Linked DNA regions of Sus scrofa: all the other regions are linked to region 4. The links are chromatin contacts, called in public HiChIP or PLAC-seq maps. All regions are on one chromosome and are shown on one strand. The core of a region is the stretch at or near the end of the contact, and the rest is flanking DNA. Distances in the headings are between cores, read along the strand shown. Region 1 holds the start of PROX2 (prospero homeobox protein 2). Region 2 holds the start of JDP2 (jun dimerization protein 2). Region 3 has its middle 40 kb from the start of FOS. Region 4 holds the start of NEK9 (serine/threonine-protein kinase Nek9).

Region 1 (2,700 bases), core at 156-2,655, 250 kb after region 4:
CTCCCCCTAGTTTATTCCCCACCTAGTAAAGAATGATCTTTTTAAAACTAAATAAGGCCAGGAGTTCCCATCGTGGCTCAGTGGTTAACGAATCCGACTAGGAACAATGAGGTTGCAGGTTCAATCCCTGACCTCACTCAGTGTGTTAAGGATCTGGGGTTGCCATGAGCTGTGGTATAGGTGGCAGACATGGCTCAGACCCTGCGTTGCTGTGGCTCTGGCATAGGCTGGTGGCTACAGCTCTGATTAGACCCCTAGCCTGGGAACCTCCATATGCCGCAGGAGTGGGCCTAGAAAAAGACAAAAAAAAAAAAAAAGATAAAACTAAATAAGGCCATATTGCTCATTACCTTTCAATGGGCCCTCGTTCATCCCAGAGCTTTTATCTCTTGTGCTTCTTCTTCACAACAGTTATCACAACCTGAAAATATACTTACTGATTCTTTCTTCCCCTGCTAGAATCCAGCTCCGCAAGAGCAAGGCTGCTGTCTTGTTCATCACCGACTATCCAAAAGCCCAGAAGAAGGCCTGGTGTATAGTCGGTGCTTAATAAGTGCTGTGAAATGTTGAACTATGACTGCGTAATCTGATTCTTCCAGGAGCGAGACAGAGTTGTGGTCAAACAGTAGGTTCTCAAACTTTAGTTTGCTTATTTCAAAGGCAGGTGCCTTGGCCCCGGGCAGCTGAGGGATTCTGATTAAGCAGGACTGGTGGACCCATTGAATTTGCTATTTTTAACAAGTGGGCAGGGTGATTCTGTTCCAGATTGTCACTCTGAATCCAGAAACATCTTGTTCTGATTCCAGCCTCGCACTAACTGTAGGGAGGTAACTTAACTCCTCTGAGCCTGTTTCCTTATGTGTAAAATAGGAATGACCACATTCCTTCAGAGCTGTTAGGAGAATTCAGTTGGGTAATGCATGTAATGTTCTTGGCACAATGCAGTTATGCCGTTAGCTGCCATTTCTGTTGTTATTATTATTATGGATTATTTTCCTGTTACCCCGGCAGAAGAATCTTCTCCTTAGAGGATCGCTCTTAGGAACTTCCTCCCCAAAGTGTGGTCTGGACCAACAGCATCACCTGCGAGTTGATTACGAAGGCAGATTCTCTGCCCCACCCCAGACCTGCTGAGTCAGAATCTGCATTTTAACAGGATTCAAAGGGGATCCTTCCACACAAACAAGTTTGAAAAGTGTGTTCAAAGTCACAGGTACTGTTTTCTCCTGTCTCCCATTTCAGAGTCTGCCCAGGAGGTGAATAAGCCCTGGGACTCCGGAGTCTGAATCCTTCCTCCAAGTGAAGAGGAGAAGCCCCCAGCTCCCGGGTGCACCTCCCGCTGAGAACCTCAGGAGGAGGGATTCTCTCACGTGACCCTGACTAACAGCCTCTGTGGAGCTAAGGATGGATCCAAACTCCGGCTTGCTTGCTCATCCGTCCCAGGCCTGCTCGCACCGGGCCGAACCGTGTATGGAAGATGGAGGGAGCCCGGCCCCTGGGGAGCAGGGCAGACACTCTCCCTTTCCCTGGACCCAGGCCCCCAGCTCCAGCCTGGCCGACCCTGACTGGTTTTGGGATGAGCACGTCCAGGCAAAGAGGGCCAGAGTAGAGACCATTGTCCGAGGCATGTGCCTCTCCCCTAACCCTCTGGTGCCAGGCAGTGCCCCAGCCAGGGACAGCCCCTGCTGCCCAGAGAAGGCCCAGGAGCGGAAGAGGAAGCAGAGCCTTCCTGCGCAGCAAGGCCCCCTGAGGCCAGGCCCTGCCGGGGACCGGGGCAGCAGGAAGGGGAGCCCTCGGGTGAGAGAACAGCTTCACCTGCTGAAGCAACAGCTAAGACACCTGCAAGAGCACCTCCTGCAGGCTGCTGAGCCCAGGAGGGCCCAGGAGGGCCCAGGAGGCTGTGACACGGGGACGGGCCCTCTGAGGGTAAAGCAGATGAATGGCTATGGGTCTCAGCCCTGGGCTATGGACAGTGACCACCTCCAGGGTTCCAGCGGGGCCCTCTCCAGGGTGGAGAAACAGACCGTGTCTGAGGTCACATATCAGTCTGAGGAAGCCAGGTTCCTTCCTTCTGGAGCACGGGCTTTGCTGGTGATTCTGAAGAAAGAATTGACGGGGGCAATATCCCAGGCTGTAGACTCAGTATTACAAAAGCTGCTACTGGATCCACCAGGGCCCCTGACTCAGCTGAGCAGACGCTTCCAGGGGCTGGTGCCAGACGAGCCGTCATCTCCTGAGGCAGGTGCCTGGAAAGACCAACTTTCTCCGGCTGCCTTGCCCAGGAGGGCCCAGCCACAGGTGGGGGGGCCGCTGGGAAACTTGCCTCTGGCCAAGGCTCTAGATTCTCCCAGGTTCCCCGTCTCTCCAAGAATGCTCCCCAAACCCTATCCGGGTCCCCCAGCAAACTGTCCCTTGACTGTGCCTGCCCACGTCCAGGAAGATCAGACTGTCAGCCAGCTCCTGGGCCAGGGACCCGGTGGCCACTGGAGCAGCAGTCTTCCCCAGGACTCGTCTCCCCAGAGTCACCCCTCGTCGGAGGCGGCCCTGCGACCTTGGGGAGCTGCCACATTGCGACCGCTGGCTCTGAGCCGGCAGCAGTGCCCCTGGCCCTTCATGGCCTCCTGTCTGGAAAGACTGCCCATCATTCCCTCGGTGAAAATGGAGCAGGGGGGCCCGCAGGCCGCCATGGACGCCCTTCCT
Region 2 (2,745 bases), core at 32-2,531, 250 kb before region 4:
GCCGTGCCCGCTCAGCGCCGCTGCCGCCCGGCTGCCGAGCTCCGCCCGGTGCCCAGGCCTGTCCCGGCCCGGGAGCCGCCGCGGCGCCAGCCCCGCCGCCGCTGCAGCGTCCGCCGCCGCCAGCGCCCCCCGTCGCGGCCGCCGAGCGTCCCTCCCGCAGGCTGTGGCGGGCGGCGGGACGGGTTGCATCAGCCCCGGCTATATAGCGGCCCCTGGGCGGCGGGGAGGGGTCGGGAATGCGGAACCGGCCGAGCTGCCAACTCCAGACGTCAGAGGGGGACGGAGAGGAAGGGAAGGAGGGGACAGGGGAGGAGGGGGGTGTGGATCCGGCGCTTCGCACCCACTGACCTTCACCTCCCCCGCCGCCTTTCGCGCCCTCCTCCTCGCGCTCCTCTCCCCGCGGGGGCGGCCCCGGCCCCGCAGCGCCGGCCCGGGTTCCATCGCTGTCCCCGGTTCTCCCAGCCCGCGGTGCAGGAGCGCGCGAGAAAGCAGGACGCGGCGGGCGGTTATGTAAGAGCATCTCCAGCGCACAGCCGCCCGGCTTCCACCCAGAAACACGGGTCCGGCCGAGAGGAGTGAGAAGGCAGCGCGGGACAAGTGGAAAAGCCCCTTGAAGCAGATGTTGCCTGTGTGGAACCATCCTCCTTAGTCCTTAGCTCTTTTTCCCAAACCGAGAGAGACAGAGACAGAGACAGAGACAGAGACAGACAGAGACAGAGAGACAGAGAGACAGAGAAGAGAAGAGAAAGGAGAATTTCAACACACTTTTTCATCCTTGGACACTTCAGCACTGAGTGAGGAAATGATCTCGCAAGCCTGTTTCATTTTTCTGTGCAGAAGATGAACAGAGGATTAAGACGTTTGGGTACCTCCACCCCCTACCCACTAGCCCACCAGGTCATCACAGCTGCGCTTAAGCCCTAGGGTGGCTCAGGGCAAGAGACCTGCCGTCCTTGGGCTGCAGCCCCAGCCGCGGCTTTCCAGGTGGTTCTCACAGTTTGACCCCTGTGCTGTGTGTCCCGCTCCAGCAGCCTCTTTCTGCTCAGGACACTCCCCTGAGCCAGCCCCAAGCCAAATGACCTTCTTCCCCATTTACAACTTCCACTGCCAATTCAGCTCCTACCTTTCGTCCTCCTACATTGGGAGATGGTTGGGGGTGACTCCAGAGGAAATGTGTCCTCCTCAGTGCCTTCAGTATATAAAGGCACAGGCACACGGAGCCCTCAAGCACACATGTGGCATCCGAGACCTTGGCACTGAGCGATGCATGTCCTCCCTCCAGACCCCCTGGGTGCTCAGCCACCCCCTGCCTTTTGCCTCAGCCACAGGGGAGTGACTCTGTTTATATTCAGCTTCCTTCAGCCTCCCTTTCGCAGTGATGTCAGATCATCACCCATAGAAGAAAGGAAGTGAAAGAAAAAGTTCATGCCTTCTTGGAGTGCAGATGCTCAGAGAGAGAGCAACAAGTCTTGAGATAGATGCGGCAAGGGAGCAGAGGCCAGGGAGCACGTCTCTTCATGGGGAGGACGGTGAGGTCCTGTTCTCCTTATTGCCTCAATGTAGGGAAATCTTTCTGGATCAGAGGACTGGGCTTATGGGAGGATAGACAGAGCAAGTCCCAATGACATTGACTGACCATTTTCACCTTCGCCTTGGTCCTAAAAGATTGAACAATGGAAAATGTGTAGTAATTTCACAGTCTTGTGGAAGAACATGACTCTCAGCCCCAGAAAGGTCAACGACACCTTGACTACAGCATGAAGATCAAAGCTGACTACCACGAGCCCGCCTTCCGACGTTTCCCCCGTGAGACTGTGGTCTGGGAGTTCCCGTTGTGGCTCAGTGGTAACGAACCCGACTAGTATCCATGAGGATGGGGTTGGATCCCTGGCTCCGCTCGGTGGGTAAGGATCGGGTGTTGCTACAAGCTGCAGTATAGGTTGAAGATGCGGCTTGGATCCTGCCTTGCTGTGTCTGTGATGTAGGCTGGCAGCTGCAGCTCCGATTTGACCCCTAGTCTGGGAACTTCCACATGCCGAGGGTGTGGCCCTTAAAAAAAGAAGAGACTGGGTCTGAACATTTATATGGAAGAAAACACTGAACAGGGGCTGTGTTACTTTATGCGTCTTCATCTGGGACTTTGGAAAAACTAAACTGATCTATGTGTGGGGACCAGTAATTACTGTGTGGTTCGAGTGATCCTCTCCAGGGCCTGCTTTGGACGTGGCTGGGCCACTGCAGTACGAATGGACCTTTGCTTCACTCGCAAATTAAATATGCTTCCAGGTGGCACCAAGGGGTAACTTGGAGGTCTTTAACCCCCTCCATCTTTCTATAATATCCATTAGGTCTCCTCCATTATTTGATATGGATGCTTTTTAATTTTATATAGAATACTGTGTAAACACAGCTTCAAAATCTCCAGCCACATTGCCCCCTACTAGACCCCTCTGTGTAGTCATCGCCTCTGGAAGTGGCTGGATGGAGGGGCCATAAATTGGCTCATTTATATAGATGTTGGTCTGCTTCGCCCTGCCTTGCTGGTTGGAGCTGATCTACCTCTAGCTCTCAGGGAGGAGCAAGTGACCCAGCCTAAGGCAGTTTAAATTTAGGTTTCCTATTACCTGCAACTAAAAAAGTCCTGAATGGGGTTCGGGGAGGGGGGCGCTTGGTGGATTAAGAATCTGGAGTTGTCACTGCTGTGGCTTGGGTCACTGCTGTGGGATGGGTTCATTTCCTGGCCCG
Region 3 (2,847 bases), core at 35-2,534, 170 kb before region 4:
CTACTTTGTGGGGGGAGCAGTTCTTTTACTGCAGCGTAACCTAGCCTATCTCCTCCCATTCTTTCGTACATCCTCTGTCTATAAAGAGTTTCCCTCCTGTCTCACTACAGCCACCTCCACACCCGGCCAGCTCCTATTTTTAGAGTTGTGTGTGTGCAGGGAGTTTTTGTGGTTTTTTTTGGTTTTCGTTTTTTTTTAGGGCCACGCCCATGGCATATGGAAGCTCCCAGGCTAGGGGATGAATCCGAGATATAGCCACTGGCCTATGCCACAGCCACAGCAATGCCAGATCCTAGCCAAGTGTGCAGCCTACACCACAGTACACAACAAAGCCGTATCCTTTAACCCACTGAGCAAGGCCAGGGATCGAACCTTCATCCTAATGGATAATAATCAGGTTTGTTACCTCTGAGCCGCAATGGGAACTCGCCCTATTTTTCTATCAGGCTTAGTTTAGCTGTGACTTCCTCCTGAACTCCCAAGTCTAGATCTGGGATTCTCACTGAGAACTTCCTTAGCAACCTGTGAAATCCCTCCTAGCAATTTGCACTATACATTATACTGGCCATTCATTTGCCTCTTAATCCCCACTGGGTCTGCAGAGCTAGACCCCATACCTATCTCATTCATGCTTCTGTCCCCAGCACCTGACACAGGGCCTGCCTGTAGGGGATTTAACATATATTTGCCCAGTGAATAAACCTGATAGTCACAGGACCCAGCCCCTAGCTCAATAAATATTTGTTAAATTAGTGCATGAACAAAGGACTTTACAACCCCTAAAATCAAAAGGGAAAAAAAAAAGATTTGGGTTCTACAAAGTAGCCTGATACCCATACTACAGTCTTGAATTATGCAAATACACTCACAAGCTACTTTAGATATGCAAATTAGCATACCCATCCCTCAGCTCTGCCCCAACACTGAAGGTCAACTATTTGACTTTAATGAGTCTCTAGTCCTTCTTCTAGTGGGTAAACTATTCGAAATAATTGAGGAATTGGGAGGGTGGAAAGTTCCCCTTTTAAATGGCATATTCTTTTGGAGAAACAAAAGGCGAATGTTGAAAATCTGCAGCCAGATCCTTACCCTACCCCTCCCTCACTTTGTTCGTGTTTGTTTAACTTTTCATTCGGATTACCTACTGGGACCACAGAAGGACTGCTCTTAGGCATTAAAACAGCGGCTATGTAAATAAGGGAAGCGTCTTAAGCTCTGGTGCCATTTAAGGCCACAGCTGTCCCACAAAGCCACAGGCACTGCTGTTGAGTCAGGTGGCTGGGAGAGACAGGGAGGGGGGCTGAGCAGCCCCCTCTCCTTAGCTGTCCGATGCCTGCGGTGGCACTCAGGCCCTTGAGCTTCTCCATTTGTCATTTTCAGCAAAGCCAACAGCTCCAGTCACTGGGGACTTAGGCAGGCAGCTGCAATTTTTCCCAAGGGTTTCAGCTCAATCTGGGTGAAGCCTTGAGAAATCATTGGGGAAAGACCCATCGATCAGACTCAATTCAAGGCAGGAAAGATTTATGGAGCATGTACACATAGGAGTTCCTGGAGGGAATACTAAAGAAATCTACATCCCAGGTGGCACCTTCAAGGACCTGAGCTTCATGAAAAGAGCCAGAGTTGAGCATGTGAGAAAAAAACAAGAGGACAATATAAGGCAGTGTATAATCAAGTGCTATGTTATGTGGTTCAGGCTCTACAAGGATCAAAAAGCCAAAGAGTGATGAGACCAGGAGGCGGCAAGGAGAACCTCATTATAATGTTGGATGCCTGCTCTAAGCCAGATATCACACACCTTAGTGCTTAGGCTGCACAAACCCCTTGAGACAAAATAACTTTCCCAAGGTAGCAGAGCCGAAGGGTAGAACCAGAAGTCTAACCCAGACCTAACCTCAAAACCTGTGTTCCAGGCCACCTCAAATATACAACCTCATAAAGGGTATTAATGATTATGACTGGGGCCCTAAGCTAAAACTTGCCCATATATTGCTTTTTGCCCCACTTTATCTTGAGGAGTGTCAATACTTGGAAAAACTGAGGCTCCGAAAAGTTATGAGCCACGGGGCAGAAAATTGCGAGACCCCCTAGTTGCAATACAATTCAAATTTATTCCAATTCAGATATCCTGTGCCTTTTCGTTTTCCCCTGCCATTGATTTTTATTTAAACCACAGAATTTTTAAAGGCGCAAATGTGCTATTTTAGGAGCTGGACACATTGAGATATTGCCTGTTTCTGAAAGACAAATTGATACATGTTTTTACTGCTGCCGTCCTTCAGAAGTCCTTCCTAGACAGTGAACATGGCCTTGAGGTGGGGGGCAGGGGAACACCCACCACCAACCTAGATCATATTCCTCATCAGTCTGACACTGGCTGAAACGCCCCTGAAATGTCATAGGTGAGCCTTATAAAGCAGGCTTCATGCTATATGCCTTGGATTTTTATTTAATGTTTTTCCAATTGCCATCAACATGTCAACCATATCAAACACCCCTGTATGCCAGGCACAGTACCAATTCTTTTCTCGGCACAAATCCCCTTCTGGAGGCCAGGAAACTGAGGATCAGGAAGCTTAAGTTACTTGCTCCAGATCATACAAGTCAGTTGCCGAGCCAAACCTCCTGTCTCTGAGACCAGAACATGTTTTTATATCTTTCTCAGTCAAAATTCTCACCCGAATAGATGGTAGGGCACAGCTTAAATCATTTTTAAAAATGTTTTAAACCAGCAAAATGTGCATTTTGTTCATACCAAAATGCAAGAACCTGGAGTTCCCTGGCAGCCTAATGGTTAAGGATCTGGTGTTGTGACTACTGTAGCTTGGGTCACTGCTGTGGCATGGG
Region 4 (2,700 bases), core at 112-2,611:
AGGAGACTATTATGCTAGAGGAAAAGGTACAAATTGTGACTTGCCCCAGCAAACCGGGACATATAGTCACAAAAATAATACACTCCCCTGCTTAAAAATCTCCAATTTTCCACTGCCATGTTGCTGGCTTTGGCTCCCTCACTAGCTGTGTAACACAGCAGGTTACTTAACCCCTCTCAGTTCCTTCTGTATGCTACGAGGATTAAATGGGATGATACATGAAAAGAAAACCTTTAGCAGAGTTCCCGTCGTGGCTCAGTGGTTAACGAATCAGACTAGGAACCATGAGGTTTTGGGTTCGATCCCTGGCCTTGCTCAGTGGGTCAAGGATCCGGCTTTGCCGTGAGCTGTGGTGTAGGTTACAGACTCGGTTCGGATCCCGCGTTGCTGTGGCTCTGACGTAGGCCAGCGGCTGCAGCTCAGATTGAACCCCAAGCCTGGGAACCTCCATATGCCACGGGAGCAGCCCAAGAAATGGCAAAAACAAAAACAACAACAACAACAACAAAAACCTTTAGCATAGTGCCAGGAACATAATAAATGTTAGCTGTTACCTCTGTAGGTCATATTGCCACAACCTTACAATTGAAAGACAACCTCATAGTCCCACAACTTTACGACTGAAAGACAACCTTGGAGATGTAACTTGCCCACGGTCACAAAACGGATGGAACATGTTTCCACTCTATCACAATTTTCTTAGTGACTTGAGAGCAGGAAGCATCTCTTTGCAGATCCCCACCTCCAAATGCAGTATCTTGCACCTGGTGTTCGAAGAATCGCGGGACTAGATGGGCAAAGATTTTTAAAGACATGGAAGAATGTGAAATCTGAAAAAGAGGGGGAGATTGTCATGATAGTTGACTTAAAACACCTAGAATTGTGTGGAAAAGGGAAGGACCCAGGGTAGTTCTGGAAGAAGTAACCGGTGCACTGACTGAGATGACAGGGTGGGGTGGGGGTGGGGGGGCAAGTATTTCTGCTTATCTTTACTCTTCGTGTGTCTTTACTATAACCTCTTTCTAAACAAAGGGCGCTATCTGACGTTGAAAGAGACTGCTTCCCCAGCCACTGCCGTTGAAATAGGTCTGTGGCCAAGATGAGACTGAACAACCTTTGCACCTCAAAACTGTCTGGGGACCTGGCCAGGGCTCAGCCGAGGGGTCTTTAGACCGGTCGGTGATGTCCCTGCCCCTGCCAGAGCCCTTTGGCTCCATGCAGCCCCCACGAAGTGCTACCAACTCCGCCCGAGGCCTCGTTTTCCTCACAACCGGGAAGGAGAGAAGTCTTGGCCCCGAGGCTAAGCGAGCTGGCGGGCGAAGGCGGAGGAAACCCCCGCCGGGCCGGAAGCACCCGCAGCTGCTTCCGGGTCAGGGGGGAAGGAGCCACCATGGAGCCTCGCGGGGTGGCGGGGCTGGCGAAGCCGCGGGTCGGTGTCTGAAGCGGGAGCGGCGCAGCGCCGCCAGCACCGCCGGGGACACGCAGGCCGGTCCCGCCGCCGCCGCCGCCGCCGCCATGTCGGTGCTGGGCGAGTACGAGCGACACTGCGATTCCCTCAACTCGGACTTTGGGAGCGAGTCGGGGGGTGGCGGGGACGCGGGCCCGGGGCCCAACGCGGGTCCGGGGCCGCGAGCCGGCGGCGGCGCGGCGGAGCAGGAGGAGCTGCACTACATCCCCATCCGCGTCCTGGGACGCGGCGCCTTCGGGGAAGCCACGCTGTACCGCCGCACCGAGGTAGCCGCCCCCGTCCCGCCTGCGCGGCCCGGCTCTCCCCGCGCCTCGTCCTTACTTAGTGTCAGGGCGCCCGCAGTTATGTGTCTCGGGGTCCTCACCACTCGGCCACCTCACTTGCCCTCAGAGTTGGTTGGATCGCTGGTTTTACTAACTGGTCATTTTTTTTTTTTCTTAAACGCAAGTCATTGAACCTTCTCTAAGCCTTAGTTTCCCCATCTGTAAGTTGGAGTTAGTGGTAACTATCTGCCTTAAAAGTAATGTTTATTTTTTTAAGGTTGTTTTGAGAATCGAACGGGGATTCTTTCCAAATTGTATATTAAAATGGTATACGAGTGTTAGATCTCGTCAAAACTTCCTTCCCCTCTCATTCTGTACAGCTCTCCAAGGTCGGGGTGGAGAGGAGGGGATAGCTTCAAATTTCCCACATCCATGTCAACCCCGCTATCTTTGCCATAGCTTTGAGTTTAGATGTGAACATTGAGTTCGAGATTTTTCTCGAATGTCGCTGGGAAGATTGTCTTGTGTCGGTTTCTTCCTCATCCAGCAGCGTTTATGCATGGGATTTTTTTTTTTTTTTTTTTTTTTTTTTGGTGTATTCTAAGCCATTAGTTCTTAACTTTGCCAGGGATAAGGACTTCTTTGAGAATCTAATGTAAACATTGCCTCCCACCAATCCATTATTACACATATACACATCCATTGAAGAGATTCGTGGATTATTGATCCTCAGATTCAGAATGTGTACTGATTAAAACCCTGTAGTGGTGACTCTCCTTCCAAAAGCTAACCATAAACTCGATTTGATCACTAAAGGCTTAAAACTGTAGTCTTGGAATAGTTAAGCATCAATCAGAACCTTATGGGGTTGCTGAAGATGATTATCTGCAGTGCTGTTTTGTGTTCCAAGCTAGCATACTTTTAAGGCTAAAAGATGGAGGAGGAGAGAAGTGGTTGCAAAATTAATAT

Evidence for each region. HiChIP or PLAC-seq counts read pairs in DNA pulled down with a chosen protein or histone mark.
Region 1: a contact with region 4 is called in an H3K27ac HiChIP or PLAC-seq map of alveolar macrophages. The contact joins the promoter of PROX2 here to the promoter of NEK9 in region 4. A contact is called at or near these places in 3 of 5 promoter capture datasets (fetal liver, liver and skeletal muscle) and 1 of 2 datasets of contacts at active chromatin or transcription factors (alveolar macrophages).
Region 2: a contact with region 4 is called in an H3K27ac HiChIP or PLAC-seq map of alveolar macrophages. The contact joins the promoter of JDP2 here to the promoter of NEK9 in region 4. A contact is called at or near these places in 1 of 5 promoter capture datasets (liver), 6 of 47 Hi-C or Micro-C datasets (adipocytes, alveolar macrophages, embryonic fibroblasts and 2 more) and 2 of 2 datasets of contacts at active chromatin or transcription factors (alveolar macrophages and skeletal muscle).
Region 3: an H3K27ac HiChIP or PLAC-seq map of alveolar macrophages shows a contact between it and region 4. The contact joins the enhancer-like site here to the promoter of NEK9 in region 4. A contact is called at or near these places in 4 of 5 promoter capture datasets (fetal skeletal muscle, liver and skeletal muscle), 19 of 47 Hi-C or Micro-C datasets (adipose tissue, blood, embryonic fibroblasts and 7 more) and 2 of 2 datasets of contacts at active chromatin or transcription factors (alveolar macrophages and skeletal muscle).

The regions. Positions count from the first base shown.
Region 1 is chr7:98,073,527-98,076,226 of Sscrofa11.1, reverse strand. PROX2 (prospero homeobox protein 2) reads left to right here and starts at 1,405. Exons shown (of 3, transcript XM_013989170.2): 1 at 1,405-2,152. The coding sequence starts at 1,405.
Region 2 is chr7:98,572,922-98,575,666 of Sscrofa11.1, reverse strand. It overlaps JDP2 (jun dimerization protein 2), which reads right to left and starts at 1,281. Exons shown (of 4, transcript XM_021099535.1): 1 at 1,124-1,281. It also overlaps the pseudogene LOC110261758.
Region 3 is chr7:98,487,733-98,490,579 of Sscrofa11.1, reverse strand. No RefSeq gene overlaps it. Among named protein-coding and RNA genes, the nearest start is that of FOS, 40 kb to the right of the region's middle. Within about 2 kb of position 1,284, at least 8 of the 83 cell types and tissues checked have an H3K27ac peak or open chromatin away from gene starts, as enhancers often do. A contact at or near this core is called in alveolar macrophages, where this site is marked.
Region 4 is chr7:98,320,733-98,323,432 of Sscrofa11.1, reverse strand. NEK9 (serine/threonine-protein kinase Nek9) reads left to right here and starts at 1,361. Exons shown (of 22, transcript XM_003356752.4): 1 at 1,361-1,734. The coding sequence starts at 1,516.